Linked DNA regions of Mus musculus: all the other regions are linked to region 2. The links are chromatin contacts, called in public HiChIP or PLAC-seq maps. All regions are on one chromosome and are shown on one strand. Each heading gives the region's core, a stretch centred on a gene start, on an enhancer-like site or on the middle of the called end of the contact. The rest is flanking DNA. Distances are from core to core; before and after follow the strand shown.

Region 1 (4,522 bases), core at 103-2,602, 260 kb after region 2:
CATTGCAAGGTAGCCCTGCATAAAGGTACAAGAGTGGCACACATATATTTGTCCTAACCACTGTGGTGGCTTGAATAGGAATGGCCCCCAGAGGTTCATATATTTAGATGCTTGGTCCTAAGGGATTAGCACGACTTGATAGGAATTAGGAGGTGTGGCCTTGTTGTAATAGGTGGGTGGGCTTTGAGGTTTCAGAAGTTCAAGCCAGGCCCAGTGGCTTCCTCTTTCTCTTCCCACTGCCTGCTGATCTAAATGTAGAACTCTTGGCTCCTGTCTAGTAGCATGTCTGCTAGCATGAGCGCCTGCGTGCTTCTCACCATGACAAGAGTGGACTAAACTACTGGACCTGCTAGCCAGTCCCAATTAAGTGTTTGCCTTTATAAGAATTGCCATAGGTGTGGCGTCTCTTCACAGCAACAGAGCATCAACTAAAACACCAGCACTGCTGCCTTTGCCAGGGGAGAACCATGAGCAGATCCGGTAAGGACCGGCCATCACGGAAGCGGGGTCTGAGCCTCGCTGAACTGTGCTGTCACAGACCCTTGAGATTCTACCTGGAAACCTGGTTGAGTTGAGTGATGTTTTCAGTCATTTTAGCCCCAGGTATAAGGATGAGGGGCTGCTTTGGATGATGGGCAGTAGCGGACCATAATTCCCCCCATGCTCTAGCAGAAGCACGGTTTTGCCAGCTGCAGATAATTTCTGCAATTGGGTGATGTTTGGAATTCTGGGAACTTTTCAGAGGGTGCATAAGTGCTTAGGGCCCTGAGAGGAAGTTGGTGGTGATTGTTGGTCATGCAGGGGGTTGGTTCTGGTTTGTTAGTAGTTGTGTTCAAAGAAGAAACAAAAAGAAAGATTTATTATCTAGTGATGGGGGGTAAATCCAGGGAAATGAAGGATAAGACTTCCCTAAAGATGAAGGATGAAAAAAAGAAGAACCCACAAAGTAACAAAGACTGGCTACAATTGAGCCTGACTAGTCCGTGACTTCTTACAGGAATGAGTATAATAAATTAGTATTATGTAAAACTCAACTGTGGTAATTTACTGCTACAGCAATAATCAAATGATACAGATAACTTCACAGTGGCAGCTGGCTCTCCTGGCTCCCAACCCACAAATGCATGATCCAGCTCGTACACGGATACCTGGTCTGACACACTGTGAGTGGGTTTTTCAGAGTTTATTTCATTACCACATGGGGATCAGGAATCAAACATCATAATTAACCCCCAGAGACAGTAGATTGGTCCACATTAATTAAAAGGTCACAGTCTAAAGGAGGACTTATGAGATTCGCCAAGCCCGTGCAGTTAGGAAGTTGCCCGACACTCTTACACAGGGCTTGTGAGCCACCAGTTTCTAAGGAACTGACTGCCAGCTGACAAGCCCAGCCTGGCACCTGTGCAGAGCGTACCGTTCTGGAATGATTTGTTTTTATTCTGGTTTCAATCTGTATCTCCTTTCAGATTGTTATAAGTAATTAACTCTGAGTAAATGGCCCCCAGACATTAATGGATACTAATCACTGGGGTGGATATGATTCCTGGGACCTGAAGCAGAGCACCCTCCAGTTTGTCCCTATTCTACTTCAGAAGAACAAACCTCCCCGTTTTCTGATCCCACGGGGCTTCTTCGTGTAAAAGAAGAGAAGCGGAGTCATGAGAGCAGAACGACCCTCATTGTTGAGGGCAAAACCATCATGGCTTAGAAAACTGTTTGCTCCACAACCACAAAGGCCTGGGCTCTGATCCCCTGCAACAGAGAAGCCGCCCAGGGCATTAGAGTCTTCCTTTACCCCACTTCACCCATGCAGTCCAGTGTGAAGTTTACAATGCTACAGTGTTGGATGGCATGCCTAAGAGAGGACATGAGCTTGCAATGCTTTAAAACAAAGTGTGTCTAAGGTTATATCTGAGTGGGTAGTTACCTATAAACATAAACCTCAGAGTTTCTTACAAGGGGGAGCTCTCTCCCCTTTGGTATTTATAGAAGCTGTGTTTAGAGGAGTCACATGATGTCATGATGTATAAATCAAGACACACACACATGCCCTAGTTTGCTTTCTGTTGGCGTGATAAACACAACCACCAAAAGTGACTTGGGGAGGAAAGGGTTTATTACATCAAACACATTATAATCTTATAAAAGGATGTCAGGACAGGACCTCAAGCAGAAACCATAGAGGAATGCTGCTCACTCGCTTGCTTTCTCTGGCTTTCACCATTCTCCTGTCTATTTCTGTGAGATCAACTTTACTTTTAGATTCTACCTGAGTGGTAGCACCAAGCTGGCCCTCACTTATTTCTCTAAACATAGTGATTTCCAGCTCCGTCGGTGTATTGCAATGACAGGATGTAATGCTTCTATGACTGCTTTCTCTTCTACTCAGTATGTGCGCCATCTCTTCCTTAGTCATTCATCACTCAGTGGGCACTTAGCTTTCCTCCAGCACAGACTTGATGTTAAAGTTGCATGGCGTCTTCTCTGAGAGCATCAGAAGTCGCACAGACAGACAAGTGCCCTTGAAGAGTGTGAACGTAATTTTCCTTCAGGATCCTCTATGACTGGTCTTAAGTATCTATGTGAACAGGGTTTTAGCCTCTGTAAGACTTAACTATTGTGGAAGTAGAAAGAAATTAAGGAGTGTGTTTCTAGGTCCTTGTAAACCAACAGCTGCTTCTAGGCTTACAGATGAGACTACCACTCCTATTTGCTGCCAGTGTTCTCACTATGGATTATATTAAGCATGGCCACTAGTCACATGACTAAGTTGTTATCATCCCGACCACATAGAAAATTATTTGAGGTCTTCTGATGATAGAAAGACAACAAACCATGATGTTCGCACAAATCTTCCCAGAGTCTTAGTTTTGATGTAAAAAGATGATTTTTTTCAATGTCATGAAAATGATACTTTGAAGGATAAATCAAACAGCCCGCAAAAGGATAGTGGAGACACCACGGAACTGTCTAATATACTCAAGTGTAGCCTCCAAACCTGCCAGGTTAGCCAGCAAATACCTATTTCAGAATATTAGATACCTTGACCTTAAAAAAACAAACAATAAACTTTTCTGTCTTCTCTTCTAGAAAATCAAATCTTCAATCTTTATTTTACATGTATGAAATTTTGCCTGTGTGTTTATATGTGTACCATGCATGTGCAGTGCCCAGAGAGGGTAAAAGAGAGCGTGGTATCCCCTAGAGTTGGAGTTACAAATGATAATGACCTTGCAAATGGACGCAGGAAGCTCAGCCTGAGTCCTCTGCGAGAGCAGCCATGGTCTTTACTACTGAGCATCTCCCCAGCCCTACCTTTGTTTGTTTTCCCTATTTTTTTTTTTTTTGAAATTTTTATGTTCTATTTTTCATGTAAGTGTTTATTCCTTTTTCTTTACTTGAATCATTAACTCTCTCACAGAAAAACTCTATGAGGACAAATCTATTTGCTATTAGAATATATGGAGATTTTTATATATGTTTGATATTTGGTTTTTTCAAGACAAGGTTCACTGTGTGACACTGACTGTCCTGGAATTTGCTCTGTAAACCAGGCTGGCCTCATACTTACAGAGATCTGCCTTCCTCTTCCTCCCAAGTGCTGGAGTTAAAAGTGTGCTTGGCTATAATTTCTTTTCTGCACAATAATAAAAATTACTTTGATACACTTTGTAAATGAAAACAGCCCCTGTATACAGATTGTTTCTATCCCAGACTACTTAGTGTGGGAAGGGCCTATCTGCTTCTACACCAGGAGACATGTGTGTTTACATCAGCGTTTCTCAGGTCTTTTGAGATTCCAGGTAGCATGTCCTAGTGACTTGTGGAGTCAGGCTAGAAGACTCTGAAGACTTCTCCTTTATGCAACCCCATCAATCATAGGCCTGACACATATAGAAAAAATTTTCTTAACTATACGAATGCTATGAGGGGCTAACAACTTTGTTTTTTTAAAAAAGGATCTTCATACTCTATAGAGCCGATCTCAACTGTTCCTTGCTTCTCTCCCGACACATGCAGCCTGTGTCCCTGACAACTGTCTGGTGAGTCACATTGTCCCAGGAGAAACAAACATTTGCAGGTCCCACAGCCTGCAGACTTGGTGTGTGGCGGGCTTCAGTGAATGGTACAATAGTAACACCTAAACAGAAGCTGCCGTCGGCTCAGATGTCTCCTCCTTTCCCAGATTTATATCTGTCACAAGAACAACACAGGAAGGAAAAGACTTAGAGCCACGCTGGTTCAAAGCCCACGGAAGGAAAAGGGCTGTAAACTAACCAAATCTAGAAACTCTTTGTAATAACAGAAGTGCTAGCAAACAAAAGGAACCTCCCGGGAGCCTGAGTTGGAGATAGCCCTCATCCCAATGGCTCATAAGTTAGAGATAGCCCTAACATGCTAACGTTGAGATGGTAGATTATTTAGGGATTGGCGGTATATTTGAGATTACACCAATAAAAAAAGGAATTAACTTGTAAATTTTACTTACCCCACACAAGAATGAGATATTCTTTTAAAA
Region 2 (4,353 bases), core at 1,826-4,325:
ACCATAGTACCAAGTTGACTTGTGTATATTACTGTCATTGAGCATATGCAGTATCCATAGTGCTTAATGAGAGATACAGTTATTAGAAGAAACACGCAACTTACGGTGATTTAAACCATATGAACACTTTATTGTTTACTCAGGACTATTCACAAGGGTCTAGGCATGGTGGCACATGCCCATCATTCCATCAGAAAGAAAATTCAAAAGGAAATAAGGAGCTGACATTGTGAGAATGTTGGGTCATGTCCCTATAGCCTTCCTATTCTCATAAATACAAGATGGTTGTTGTAATGCCAAACATTTAATGCTTTAAGAACAGGAGCAAAGACAGCCAGGAAGATGGGGGAAACAATCTCTCAGGCTTCCCTGCTTGAGCACGGAGTATTTTCCCCCAAGTTCTCCTTAGTAGATTCATTGGCTACAGGGACATTGAGTAACCACCACGGAGTTTAAGGGAAGTCAGAGGAGCATCTGTTGAACAAAGGGGGCGGGATTGGAAGTAACATTGGATAAGCAACTGAAAGTGTTGTCATGAATGCCCACAGTCTCCCATACCTCCATGATACCATCTGACTACTCAATAGCCCTGCTTAAGGCAAACATTCTGCTCCCGAGCCTGGAGCAGGAGGTACATCAGCATCTGCTGTGTGGGAACTTCCGGCTGTGAAGAAACTTAGGGATCCTTTGAAGATGTAAATCGAATGCAAAGGTTTTCAAAGATAGCATAATGCATGTGCTGGTAAAGTATACATGCCAGAATCTGGAGGGTAATTCAGAAGATTTTATAGCTTGAGAAGATAATTATATGGTGGGATGAAAAAGAAATGAGTTGTGATTCTATAGCTGCCTTGAGTGAGACACTGGAAGGATCCAGACCTGTCACCTCATCTGTGCAGTCACCCACTTGCACAGATTAGATGACCCCTACCTCCCTTCTCCGAGGTAGGAGTGCCCATATTGCCATCACACTGACAGTTCAGAAACATTAAATGGAATTGGTTTCAAGCTCTGTTTTACAAATGAGGGGACAGACTCGTCTGAGTTGGAATGTCGAGTCCCAGGAAGTGCAGCCCACAAGGACTCCACACATGATGAATATTTCATTCTGATAGGATTCTAAGCTTTTGACTTCTTCATTTCTTCCTTTTTCATATTAGCCAAACCTCTCCGGTAATGTTTACATTACTTAATAGAATGCAAATAATGAGATTTCTTTTTTTTAGAAGTCTGTGTTTTAATCATATGCTTACAGGTTAATCAGCTGTTTCTCTGTGAAATGATAACTGCCTTCGTGGCTTTTCTCTCCCTTTTTTTGAGAATTAGATGAAGTCATCTATTCATACACCCAGTGTACTGACACGCAGTAATGAAAGAATTTGCAACGGACGCCTCCTTGGCAATCCATGTCACTTTCTCAAGCTCCTCTAAGCTTGAGAAAGTGTCCTAGACTGGATACCCGGTGGGTAGTGTGTGAGTGAGTGTTTGTGTGTGGGTGAGTCTGGCTGCCACTGTATAATTTTGTCTAGGCTGGTATCTGCTACCTCCACATTACATAGATATGAGATATGTGATAGCCAGGCGGTGGTATTTAGCTACAAGTCAGACCTGTTATTATATGGCCACCATGCTCAATAACTGGTGATTTGCACAAGCAGAGTTAAAAAACGTACGTTAACAAAGGAAAACTTCAAATCCAGATCTCTAAACCTGAGGTTCATGGGTGAGCTAAAAACCATGTGACATTTTGAAACATGACTTCCCAGCCTTGGCCCTACTCACACTTCAAGCTAGATGATTCTGGGTGTGCCCTGTGTAGTTACAGAGCAGACTCCTGGCTTTATGGACTGGCTGCCAGTAGGGCCTTCCCAGTCTATGGGTCATGCTTACCCCAAATATCTCCAGACTCTGCCAAATGTCTCCCAGGAACTATTCTTTCCTCTTCTCAAGACTATTGTGATAAACTTAATGTGTATTACATCGCTTTCCTGGGAGGCTCATTACCTGTATCCTATTCCTACAAAGGAAAGGCTTGGAATCAATCACTTAAAACCTTTCAAACAATCCTGAAACAACCTGTCTCCAGCTGATGCCGCCCAATTCAATGGTGCACTCGAAATTTTATTATGAAATATATTCCTACCCAGTTATTACTTCCAGCTGCTTTGAAAAAGGCACATCACAAAAACTGCATCTAGGCAAGTATGTACTTCAAAAGTTGCTGGTCCCAGATGGCAGCTTCCTAAAATAACTGTCCTCTGTGGAGACTCCAGAGGTCAGTCAGTCACCCACAGAATACGGCTCTGGCTTCCGAAGGGTTAAAAAGGCTGATGGCAAGTCAGAACTGGGCAGGGCCTGAGAAGAAATCAAAAGGAGCAGATTTCAGAAAGGAAATTCAAAGGTTGTGTAGATAGATGTTAAAGCTGATCATGGGTTGGGGAGTGGAGTGGGTAAGAGGCAGGGAAGGGGACGGGAGGAGAAAGGAGGGTAGCAGAAAGAGGAGAGAGGGTGAGAGGGGAGGTAAGGGAGTGGGGGGAAACCCAGGAAAGAGGAAGAGGAAAAAGAGGAAGAGAAATGTCTTGAAAGAAGTTCCCAAAGGTTTGCAGCTGTTGGGAGAGGCTGGCAGGGGAGTAGCCTGCCTTCTTTCTTTCTGGCTTTGCCCCCACGGAATCCAGCAGCCTCGCATGGCGTGCCCAGCCTTCTCTTTCCTATGTCCACACCCGTCATGCTCTCTGCCCTCCAAAGTGACCACTTCTCAAGAGCCCCTTAAAGCTCATAGACATCGCTCTCCCCATCTCTGAGGCTACTTCCCATCCTGGTCCTCATAAAGGCCGCGCGAACACTGCAGCCCCAGACCCCAGGGTTTGACCCAGAAAAGCAAACAGGGGTCGGGTGTGGCCTCGGCGCCCCCGGGGAGCTGCGGGGAAGGCGAGCAACTTTCTCCCTGGATTCTCAGTCTGTCTGCCGCCCCCACTCTCGCGCGTCCAGGACTGCGCGGCGGGGCCGAGGGGAGGGGACAGCGGCAAAGGGAGGGCGGGGAAGAGGCGGCGCGTGCCTCGCCTGCCAAAGCTGGAGCCGGCATCCACCGTGTTCCCGGGCCGCACGGCCGCAGCCGGCGGGCTCTCCGGGTGGGTCCCCCTGACCCTCCACCCCAGCTCTCCAGACTCGCCTCGATCTCCGTCGGGATAGTGGCAAAGGCAAGAAAGACAGTCTTCTTTGGTGCCGCGCTGTCCCCGCCAGGGAAAGACAGCAAGTTGTGCTGCGCCCGGGACTCGCGAGGGACCGCGGCCGCCGCCCGACCGGGTAAGTAGCGCGCCCCGGGGCCCCGTGCCCGGGTCCCTCCTGTCTTTCCGAGTGGCATAGTTCAGCTGAGGTCCTGTCGGCCTCCGGGGGGTGCTGCCTTCCTTTCCATCCTTATCCGTCCCTTTCTCAGAGCCGGCTGCAAGAACTTCCCCGTGCCGCTTTGCATCCAGAGATCATTGTGTGTGTTCCTGTGTGCTCCAGGGTGCGGTGCGTGCGTCTAGCAGTTTTGGGGGAGGATGGTGGGTTTAAGTTCATCTGGACTAGGGTAACTCACTCCAGCTGAGAAAGAGGTCCCTTTCTTCCCACTCCCCACCTTTAATGGTAACCCCCAGACCAACTCAACTTCAGCCTCTGCTCACAGCTGACACGATTTTAAAAACCGTAGCCAGAGGGAGCTCCCCTTTGGGTAGAATCCAGAACAGAGGGCGAGCAAAGTGTAGGAGACTGGAGTTTGGAAGCAGTTTGCAGATGGAACCCGACGGGGTGGGGGTGTTCTTCTGTGTTCTTTGTGGAGAGTGTAGCCAGGTGTGCAAGCCAGCCCACCTCATCGAACCCTTTTGAATAGCTGACTTGACATTAGGTATTGGAAAAGAGTGAGTGCTTGGTCTGAAATGGCCAGCAGGTGAAAGCACTGAAGCCAAGGAGTCAAAATAGGAGGCGTGAACACATTTGCCCCGGAAAATTAAGACAGAAGGCGTTTTTAGTGTTATCGAGTACTGGGGGTGTGTAACTATATATCACCCGATATATACACCCGAGTGGTGAATACTGTTAGTTAAATTTACAGTAACTGGGGGTGTGTAACTATATATCCAATGTATACACCTGAGTGGTGAATACTGTTAGTTAAATTTACAGTACTTCTGTAATTGTATGAAGTTCCCACTATCATGTTGCTTGGTTGGCACACTCATCAAGTGATGCCGAGGAGTGGCTAGAAACTAAGTGTGAACTTGCAAGCCAAATAAACAAACTACTGTATGGTCCATTTTATTTTAATATCCGGAATTATGTCTCCTGCTAGTAAAAAATGCTACATTGCTTTTAATG
Region 3 (4,486 bases), core at 1,127-3,626, 160 kb after region 2:
TCCTCAACGTTGCTGATTTGTTCTGCCCTCCACTGTCTGGTGAAGCAGTATTGTGATGGGCAAGTATTCCTAAGGCCAGAGGGATGAGTACCCATCCGTTTCCATTGGTCTAAACCCTGTCTGTCTCTAAAAATTCAAAATTGATTCTTTCACTTAGGTCTTCTGTCCCACCAACTCAGTCCTGTTATTTTTCCAGATGTTTCCACCATCCGTTACTATTACAAAAAAGGCCCAGCACAAGTTAAAGCAGGCCAAGTGGGCCTGCCCCCGGGGATGAGGAATGCAGTCTCCACCAAATGCACTGGCCATCTGCTACATTCAGGTTAGGGAAAGAAGCCACTAGACTCATCCAAGGGATGCTTTGAATTCTGTTCTTAAAAAAGAGGACCATGCTCGGCATTTTACACAAGCCCCCGTAGCTCCACAAAGGCATTGATTTGGCCTCATTCTGGTGAATTATTTATGTTTTTAAATAAGTTAACATGCTAATTTTCTCTCAGTTTAATTACCTTCAATCTTTCCAATACTCTCAGGAGTCTAAATGCCAATGGGTAAGGAGACCTTAACCACTAATATGCATTTAAGTTGTTAGGCAGAGATAAAACAGATAACTGGCAGTTTTTTCCCTTCTACCAAAGTTTTCTATGCAAGACGTTCACAGGATGTTTTAACATAAGTAGTCAGATGGAGCCTAAAGCAAGAGGAACTTGAGCATTATATCTAACACCCATTAGTGTGACTCAGAAATAGGGTGAATACGTGACCCTAAAGAAATTCCTGGAAGGCTCATCTAGACATTTGCAGAAGGAGAGCCTGGTTAGTCAGCTCATCTTCCAACCAAAATACACCATGAGGATTCCTTCAGCTGAAGCCCAGCGGAAAATGACAAGATCAGTCCCTCAGTTAAGCTGCCACTGGTGTGGCTAAAATCTGATAGATCCTGGCATATTCCCACATGCTGTGAAACCATGAAAACAAGCCAATAATGACCGTACTCGGTGTGGGGGTTCACCAGCACACACATCCGTGAGTGAAACAAGCCACAACACAACAGAAGAGTGGGAGATTTCTGCTCTACTTCTGTGAAAACAGAGACAGAGTAAGAGTTACCCTAGGGAAGAGGTGGTCCTGATTCCAAAGGAGCAGAAGGACGCTGCTGGGCACTGGGCACTGGGCACTGGGCACATTTTTTTAAAAAATCTGAGTAAAGGTCACATGTACATCTGACTCATGAACAGCCTGAGCCCTGTCCTTGTGGGTATACATGTCAGCATGCATGCTAGATCGAAATCACTAATACAAATACAAATGTGTTCACTTACTAACCAGAGCGACAGCAGGAAAACCTCATTTGAAATATACTTGCTTTGAAAAATAGAGCTCTTGTTTGCAGTTTCAATGGAAGCATCATTTATGAATAATCAAATTCATTTTCCTACATTAAAAGCAGGATAATTCCCTGAGAACTGGCTCTGTGGTTACATTTTATAGTTATTTGGCTACAGAGTTTCTGAAGACTTGGCATAAAACAGTTCTCAATAGAAGAATGCACAATTGACGTAAAATGATTAACAAATGCTGTTTGTTCTGCATAAGGTATTACTCATCTTTTGCTAGTTAGCATTTCTTCCTCCTCCCCCAACCCCAAGCAGTTCATGGGATTTTGTTTCACTTAGAGGTATATACAGTATCTTTGTATTGCATGTAATTTTGTAAACTTCTAGGGCTAGGCCAAGCCTCTTCATCACTGGCTTCTGTATTGCAGGGAACACAACTGAGACAGTGTATACACATGCTACACTGCTTGGCTCCCTCTATGCTACATCTTACAATCTGTATAACTTTGGGTAAACATTTAGCCTTGTTCTTAAGTTATCTTATCTCTTTTAAATGGGACAATGTGGCACGAGCCTCAGGGTTGTTTTAAAGGTAAAATGAACTAAGATATCAAGCTCTAAGGACAGGTCTTGACACACAGAGTCAATGCTCAACAAATCCAGGAGTAGCTATCAATCTAGAACAGTGCACAAAATAAAGAATTGAGCAAGTGAGATGGTTCAAGGGGTGAACTCACCTGTCACCATTTAAATGGCGGTTCCTCTGGTATTATTGGGCTGACCTTCAGTTACTAAAGAACAGCTGGGAAGCATAGTTTCAGGTTGAATTTTGTGTCTGCTATTTTTTTTTTTTGAGTAAAGCGAGAGCTATTGGAACATAGACATGCACTCAGACCATGTACTAAGTCCCAGCCCTTGCGGTCACAGTATGAGACCAGTGGACAGACATCTAAGCAGGCTGTTCTGCACTCACTCTGAGTTGTACAGTGGGCATGGGATGTCACTGAACCCTAGAGATGCCATCTGGGGACTGAAGTCCCATGATTCATGCCTGAATGCCATTTCAGAAATTGTTTCCAAGGGCACACCCTCCATAGCTCAGTAGGATGCCTCTAGATTCCTTGCATGTGTTGTGGAAGAACAAAGAATATCTTCAGATTCTAGTCAATGCACATATATCGAGCTTTATGAAATCATATCGCAGGACCTCATACTTCATATTCCACTTTTACAATTATAAAAATTTTACAAGGTAACCTGGAGGTTAAAATAGCTACAGTAAATCTGCAGTAGCCATTTAGGATGTGGCTTTCTGATGGAATTCTTCCTAGCTGCAGTTAAAGTTGTGTTTTAGTTTAAAGTAAAATTATTCAACCCAGGTTATAATCAGACTACTCACACATATCTATCCTTCTGCCATATCATAGGCAGTAAATTCAACCCTTCATTAAGTCTCTTAACAGAGACTCGACCTGGGATGGTTCTCGCTATGATGGCTTAATATGTAATTTCCCATAGTATAGAATGTTGGCTGAAAAGCAGCCATTGACCGGAGCCGTCAGGAGGCTGTAGATCTATGCCATTGTGTTCCTTTCCCTGTAAAGATCGATGAGTCGCAGTGATTTCCTGATTTTTAACAGCGCTCAGAATAGGAAGTGATGAAATGTTAACATTTTCCATAGACTTTGCTGTGGAATGCCTGTTGAAGCTACAGGAGACTGATTGATCATGCCAGTGGGGGGTTCCTTCCGGTGGTTTTAGAGAGAAGTCTCCTGGTTAGATTCTGCTGCAAGGAACAGACCCTTCCTAAGATGTGGGAAATATCTATTGTAAGCCTGACTAACATGTCTGGTGGGGGTGGGGTCCTGGAGAATTCCTGTCTAGATGATCTTTTGTTAGTTTTGTATCCTTGGTGATTGGATGGAAAGAGGCGCTATTTCCATGGAATAATATTGGATGTAAACGGATTTCTTGTTAAAGTTATCATACAGAATGATGGGTTGCACCATGTCGTTTTTCATCCTTTGCTCTGTCGTGACTCCCCTCACCCACTGCCCTCTCCCATGCCCCTTTCATCCACCTTTGGCCTGTTCCCTTCTCCCCTAATATGCCCGCCTCTGCTTTCATGTCAAATGCATGTGTTCCATCACACACACACACACACACACACACACACACACACACAAGCCTTAAGATCTCTTCTCTCCTCTTATGATCTGCTTTCTCATTCCCGAATTGATATTTGAAGTATCAAGTATCTTTTTAGAGCCTAGACAGAGGGCTCCTGTCTAACGTCTAATATTGCTTTCAAGTTCAGTGGTGAGGTTACAAAAGAAAACGGAGACCACCCCACTTGTGGGGAGTGGGTGGAGGGCTTGGCGTCTCGGCTGCCCAGTTTTCACCATGGCAATAGGAACAGAATTTTCAGTCCTCTGTGTTCTGCTTCCTTTTTAAGTGAGCTTGGACAATACTGCAGGGACAAAGCAGTTGCCTCCTGAAAGCCAAACGAATGAATAAATTTGGCCTCTGGATTTTTGAGCTGTTGTGAAAGAGGTTTTGTTCTTGACTCTTTTACATCCCCACCCTCCCTTAAACCATAGTTAGAACACTTTTTCTCTTTCTTCAGATGATGTCCTTGTTATCCAAAACACATCGTGTAACCCAGACAGAAAATTCTAACACACAAATGTTATTCATACCTGAGCAGTACTTGGAGGGGCTAGCCACTCTTTTAAGAATTTTTAGCTTAAATTAAAACTTTCTTTTTAAGTACATCACAGGTACTTCATGCTAAGAAAGATCTGGGACAGAATTATTGTGCTTGGAAGAGAAATAATAAGCCCTCCGGAACCTGACTGAGTATCTCTAAATGTTATTGAATTATTCTTTTTCTGGAACAGGGGCGAAACTGGACGGAGGCTATTTTAGAACAAATTATTTTGAATTACTTTCTCCAAGTAGCAATTTTAAATACTGTTATACTGTTACTTGAATATATCCCAGTAAGTTTTATCCAATTAATTTAACGGTTACTGTAGGAAACAGAGTGTCACCCCTATGAACTGTTAGTGTGCATGGTGGATGGGGAACAGGGAGTCAGCAAGTCCAGCTTGGCCCAAGGACATGCATGAGTCCCTAGAGACACCAGA
Region 4 (4,577 bases), core at 997-3,496, 240 kb after region 2:
GACCCAAAAAAGGACTTCTCAAAAAACAAAATACAAAGAGACCTAAATGCCCACTATCATTAACCACCACTAAGAAGGGAAGTCCCCGTGGGATCCCACCCTGCACGTGCTGAGAATGTTCCGGTAAAAGAGACAAGACAAAGAAGGTTGGCAAAGATGTAGAAGAAAGTGCTGGTCCAGATTGGAATTAGAACAACCAACAAGGAAACAGTGGTGATACCAAGGATGCTCATATAGTGTCTCTATCAAGAGCTATCAGGTGGCGTGGGCAGACGGAGCCGCCATCTTGATTGGTAGCTGGGAGGTGCCAACTGCCAGCCCGTCTTGCTGTAGTTTGTCTGTGGTTTTATGTTTTGGCAACTGATAAGAAGGGAAGTTCTGATCTACCTGGCCAAAGAAGAGAGAGTGAAGTTTTTGATCAGAAATCTGACTTGGAGAATAAGTGAAAGGCTCAGGAGCTAAGCGCTTTAGTCCTTTGCTCTCTGGGAAGTGACAGGCATGATTTTATTTATTTATTTATTTATTTATTTATTTACTTAGTTACCTATTTACTTATTTATTTTTCCTTCCTTCCTCTCTCTCGCCCTCCCTCCCTCTCTTCCTTCCTCACATAGAACAATAAACAACCTTATTACTTGAGCTATGAACCATAGCTTATTTGTGTCTTCCTCAGATAGATCTCCAGTTCCTTGTGTTTTAGCATACAGTCATCATCTGCGCCATGACACTGGCCTGGCCTTCAGGTGACACAGACAAGAAGCCTGCCCTTCTGGAACTTCTCTCCCAGCAGACTGCTGATCCTGACAATCTGTTCCTTTTATCATATTTCTTTTGAATTTTTTGATCTTTTTGGTTGTTTGTTTGTTTGTTTAAGATCTCTTCCTCCTCAGGTGTCAGCTTGGCCCCTTGCTTGCAGCCCAGGGTCAGTGCATAGTGTGACTGGTACCACTGTCAGTACTGTGTGCCATCAGTAAGCACAATGCAATTGTTCACCAGGGTCTTGGTGCAGACCGGCTCGTTATGGGGTGCATGGTAGACAATATTAATAATCTTTGCTTTGTAAGTAAAACACGCATAGCCCTAGGAAAAGTTCCCCAAGTTCCATCTCAGGGCACAGTACTCCTTCTTGCTTTCTGGAACTCAGACTGCATGTATATCCTGAGGGACAGGCCATCCCAGCTCATACTTTCCATTCCTGTGATAGGGCTTTCTCTTACCTTAGTCATGTGGCACTTCTGCCGGCTGCCCTGAGAGATGCCCAGTGCTAGGTGTTGGCTGGAAAGAGTAGTTATATTTTTCAATTTGTTCCTTGTCACAAAACTAGGAACTCTGAGAGAACAAACTATCTGATTTGTTTTTACTGTGGTACCCTTAAGCACAGCACTGTGGATAACAAATATCAGAACCAACAACATTTTCTGGTTAAATTTGTTTTTTGCTTCAAAAATTCTCAGCCAGACTTTTATGCCTGGCTTCCTTGATTTGTCTGATTGTTACAATTCAGATTCTCAGTGGCATAATCCTGTAGATGACATTGAAGGAACAACCCCAGCTATGAAGACTGGGTCATGAATCCATCGCAAGGGCCACTCACAAATAAACTACATTTAGATCATAAAGAGGAAGGAAAAGAAAGAAAGTAACTCCTCCTTGGAACTAAGTCATTCATTGGCAACAGTTCATGGATGTCTGAAAGGTAGACCTTCTTTGATTCTGTGGTGTAGCTGTGTGAGAGAGACCTGTACAATTGACAGAGTAATTGGATTTTGAATCACTTAAAAGCTCCGACCTCTGTCTTGTCCCTCCCACTTCTAAGCCATTTATTTTCTTTGATAGTTCCTGATTATTTCGTGTCCTCTTTTTTTAAATGTATTTTGAGATCTTTGTTTCTATTTCAGAGCACCATAATTTGCACCTGCAAATGAGGAGATAACATGGTGAGAGAGTTCACTGATTTGAGATTAAAATCCCAGGTCTCCCCTCACAATCTGTTAACAAGGAGAGATTACTCATCTGCTCTCAGTCTTGACTGCTTTGTTTGTAAAACTGTAGCAATCCTATTTGTTATATATAACAGTGAAGTAAATGAAATAAAATATGTAGAAAGGTCTCAACACAAAGTGTGGCACTTACTAAAGGCTAAGTGGTTTTTATAATAATGATTTTCTTTTCTTCTGTATCCACTGGTGCATAAAGCCTTTCTGGAAGTCTAAGAAACTACTTCCTGCCCAGTGACCCATGATGCCTGTCTCAACAGATGTCAACTGATAGACAGTTCTCCATGGTACACAGGGTTAGAGCTGAGTTCTTCCCGCCCTCAGTGCTATCCGTTACTGCAATATCACATGTGCAAGTGTGCAAGTGTACAAGTTTGCAAATGTGCAAGTGTGATACACCTCAGCCTACATTTCCAAGCTTTCTTCAAACCACACTCTTCCTGTCCTGCAAACAGCCACCACTTGGCAATTCAAGACTAAAGATAGGCTGCCCTTTTGCTGATCTGACAGCGATATGAACCTTTAGAATGTCCAACAGGGACTTTTATGTTCCCAGGAACGTGGTTAGAGAAACATGGTATAACTGGATACCTTGGAATTCTACCCCTACCCCGTGTGTGTGTGGGTACAGCTGGAAGAGACTGGAGCAAGGGGATCCAAAAGCAGAGTTCAGGCTAGAGCTTAATTTATCTGGGGTCGGTAATGCTTGGTCTCTCTAGGCAGCCAGAGTCCCTTCTGTCTGATACTCTTAGCAATGCCAGTGTTCCTGGGCATAGGGGCTGGCCTCTCCCACCAAGGCCTTGGAAGCGACCAGGAAACCTCATAGCTTCTGCTGAGCATGTCAGAGCTGTTCCAGCATTAACTGATGCAGACTTCCTGTGGTGCCCATTCCTCAAATGTCCACTAGACCCTTCTCATAACTCCTCCCCTTTGATAACATCTCTTTCCCTTAACATTTGCTAGGTGGACACTTAAATAACATGAAGATCAAGTCAAGCATGGGGGACCAGAGAAGAATCTCGGGATTAACAGAAGGAGAAGAGATCCGCTGTAGTCCAGTACCCTTGGATTAAACCCTGAAGATCAGCACCCTCCTCCTTCCCTCAGGATACAGTCTGTGGTCCCTCTGCTTTAAAATCTGCGGCTCTATTCACAGTAGTTGCTCACCTTTTATTGCTGAAAAGCTTGGCCTATGACTACACAAGACTAGGGATGAAGTGGTACCTTGTTGAGAGGATTTTTTTTTTTAAAGAAATAATTCGGCAAGAAAAATAGCCATGAGCATAATTCAATAAGCAAACTCGCGGTGAGGATGAAGCACATGCAGAAGGTCATAAAACTTCCCAGCAAAGGAAATCAATGTCTTTAAGTATGATTTGTCATTTGGAATTTGGAGTCTAAGCCACAGTGCCTTCCCTGGGGTACGAGCATTTAGTGCTAGACAAAGAAGATTAGCTTTCTTTCCTACAGAGCAGAAAGAAGTATGCTTTTCTGGTGAGCCCAGCAAGGAGGTCCCTGGGGATGGCCTCGCTAATTAGATAGTTCAGTTGGACTGGTGCAGTACTCATATAGAAGTATACATAAGGGGCTAGAGAGATGGCTCAGAGGTTAAGAGTTGTGGCTGCTTTTCCAGAGATCCTGAGTTCAATTCCCAGCACCTTATAGGTGGTAGCTTACAACCATCTATAAGATCTGGTTCCCTCTTCTGGTGTGCAGGCATACACGCAGGGAGAAAACTGTATAAATAATAAATAAATATTTCCTAAGTATACATAAAAAGAAACTGCCAGGTTATTCTTCCCTGAAACAAACTAACAAAATCCCATAGTTGACTGACATTGCAATAAGTGGGCTACAACATCAAATTAAATAGAGAGAAACCCAAAGGGATTCCACTAAAAGCAGGGACAAGACAAGTTTGTCCATTTTCTCTGTATCTATTGAATATAGTTCTTGAAATCTTAGATAGGGCAATAAGACAACTCAGGAGGATAAATATTGAAAAAAAGGAACTCAAAGTATCATTATTTGCAGGTGATATGGTAGTATATAAGTAACCCTAAAATACCATTAGAGAACTCCAATAGCTAATAAACACTTTGAGCAAAGTAGCTGGATACAAAATTAACTTTAAAAAAAAAATCAATAGTCCTTCTATATACAAATGACAAACAGACTGAAAAAGAAATCAGGAAAAGAGCACCTTTCACAATAGCCTCAAATAGTATAAAATATCTTGTGGTAACTCTAACCAAGCAAGTAAAAGACTTATATGATAAACACTTCAAATCTTTGAAGAAAGAAATTCAAGAACGTACCAGAAAATGAAAGATTTCCCATGCTCATGGATCAACAGGCTCAACAGTAAAAATGGCCATCCTACCAGACAGAAGCAATCTACAGAGTCAGTGCAATCCTCATCAGGATTTCAACACAAGGTTTTACGGACCTTGTCATGATAAATCTCAACTTCACATGGAAAAACAAAAAGCCCAGGAGAACTAAAACAATCCTGAACAATAAAGGAACAGCTGGAGGTCTTGCCATTTCTGATTTCAAGTTGTACTAGAGATGTACAGT

Evidence for each region. HiChIP or PLAC-seq counts read pairs in DNA pulled down with a chosen protein or histone mark.
Region 1: an H3K27ac HiChIP or PLAC-seq map of large pre-B cells shows a contact between it and region 2, with 3 times the contacts expected there. The contact joins the enhancer-like site here to the promoter of Lhfp in region 2. A contact is called at or near these places in 7 of 39 promoter capture datasets (the 3T3-L1 cell line, the C10 cell line, the SN4741 cell line and 4 more), 1 of 15 datasets of contacts at CTCF or cohesin (pro-B cells), 7 of 484 Hi-C or Micro-C datasets (brown adipocytes, liver, nephron progenitors and 1 more), 19 of 115 datasets of contacts at active chromatin or transcription factors (T-cell acute lymphoblastic leukemia, cardiomyocytes, craniofacial prominence and 14 more) and 2 of 9 other capture datasets (adipose tissue and liver).
Region 3: an H3K4me3 HiChIP or PLAC-seq map of neural progenitor cells shows a contact between it and region 2, with 39 read pairs. The contact joins the enhancer-like site here to the promoter of Lhfp in region 2. A contact is called at or near these places in 8 of 39 promoter capture datasets (the 3T3-L1 cell line, 3T3-L1-derived adipocytes, the C10 cell line and 4 more), 1 of 15 datasets of contacts at CTCF or cohesin (pro-B cells), 15 of 484 Hi-C or Micro-C datasets (adipose-derived mesenchymal stem cells, brain, brown adipocytes and 9 more), 20 of 115 datasets of contacts at active chromatin or transcription factors (the NIH/3T3 cell line, astrocytes, cardiomyocytes and 15 more) and 2 of 9 other capture datasets (adipose tissue and pancreatic islet).
Region 4: a CTCF HiChIP or PLAC-seq map of pro-B cells shows a contact between it and region 2, with 5 times the contacts expected there. The contact joins the enhancer-like site here to the promoter of Lhfp in region 2. A contact is called at or near these places in 6 of 39 promoter capture datasets (HPC-7-derived erythroid cells, cranial neural crest, embryonic stem cells and 3 more), 3 of 15 datasets of contacts at CTCF or cohesin (the NIH/3T3 cell line, large pre-B cells and pro-B cells), 1 of 484 Hi-C or Micro-C datasets (uterus), 16 of 115 datasets of contacts at active chromatin or transcription factors (T-cell acute lymphoblastic leukemia, cardiomyocytes, craniofacial prominence and 10 more) and 3 of 9 other capture datasets (adipose tissue, embryonic stem cells and liver).

The regions. Positions count from the first base shown.
Region 1 is chr3:53,296,044-53,300,565 of GRCm38.p6, forward strand. No RefSeq gene overlaps it. Among named protein-coding and RNA genes, the nearest start is that of Gm40048, 97 kb to the right of the region's middle. Within about 2 kb of position 1,353, at least 8 of the 459 cell types and tissues checked have an H3K27ac peak or open chromatin away from gene starts, as enhancers often do. A contact at or near this core is called in pro-B cells, where this site is marked.
Region 2 is chr3:53,038,472-53,042,824 of GRCm38.p6, forward strand. Lhfp (lipoma HMGIC fusion partner) reads left to right here and starts at 3,076. Exons shown (of 4, transcript NM_175386.3): 1 at 3,076-3,303.
Region 3 is chr3:53,203,570-53,208,055 of GRCm38.p6, forward strand. The region is part of intron 2 of Lhfp (lipoma HMGIC fusion partner); the gene reads left to right. Among named protein-coding and RNA genes, the nearest start is that of C130075A20Rik, 110 kb to the left of the region's middle. Within about 2 kb of position 2,377, at least 54 of the 459 cell types and tissues checked have an H3K27ac peak or open chromatin away from gene starts, as enhancers often do. A contact at or near this core is called in the NIH/3T3 cell line, cerebellar granule neurons, embryonic fibroblasts and 3 more, where this site is marked.
Region 4 is chr3:53,275,940-53,280,516 of GRCm38.p6, forward strand. No RefSeq gene overlaps it. Among named protein-coding and RNA genes, the nearest start is that of Gm40048, 120 kb to the right of the region's middle. Within about 2 kb of position 2,247, at least 14 of the 459 cell types and tissues checked have an H3K27ac peak or open chromatin away from gene starts, as enhancers often do. A contact at or near this core is called in pro-B cells, where this site is marked.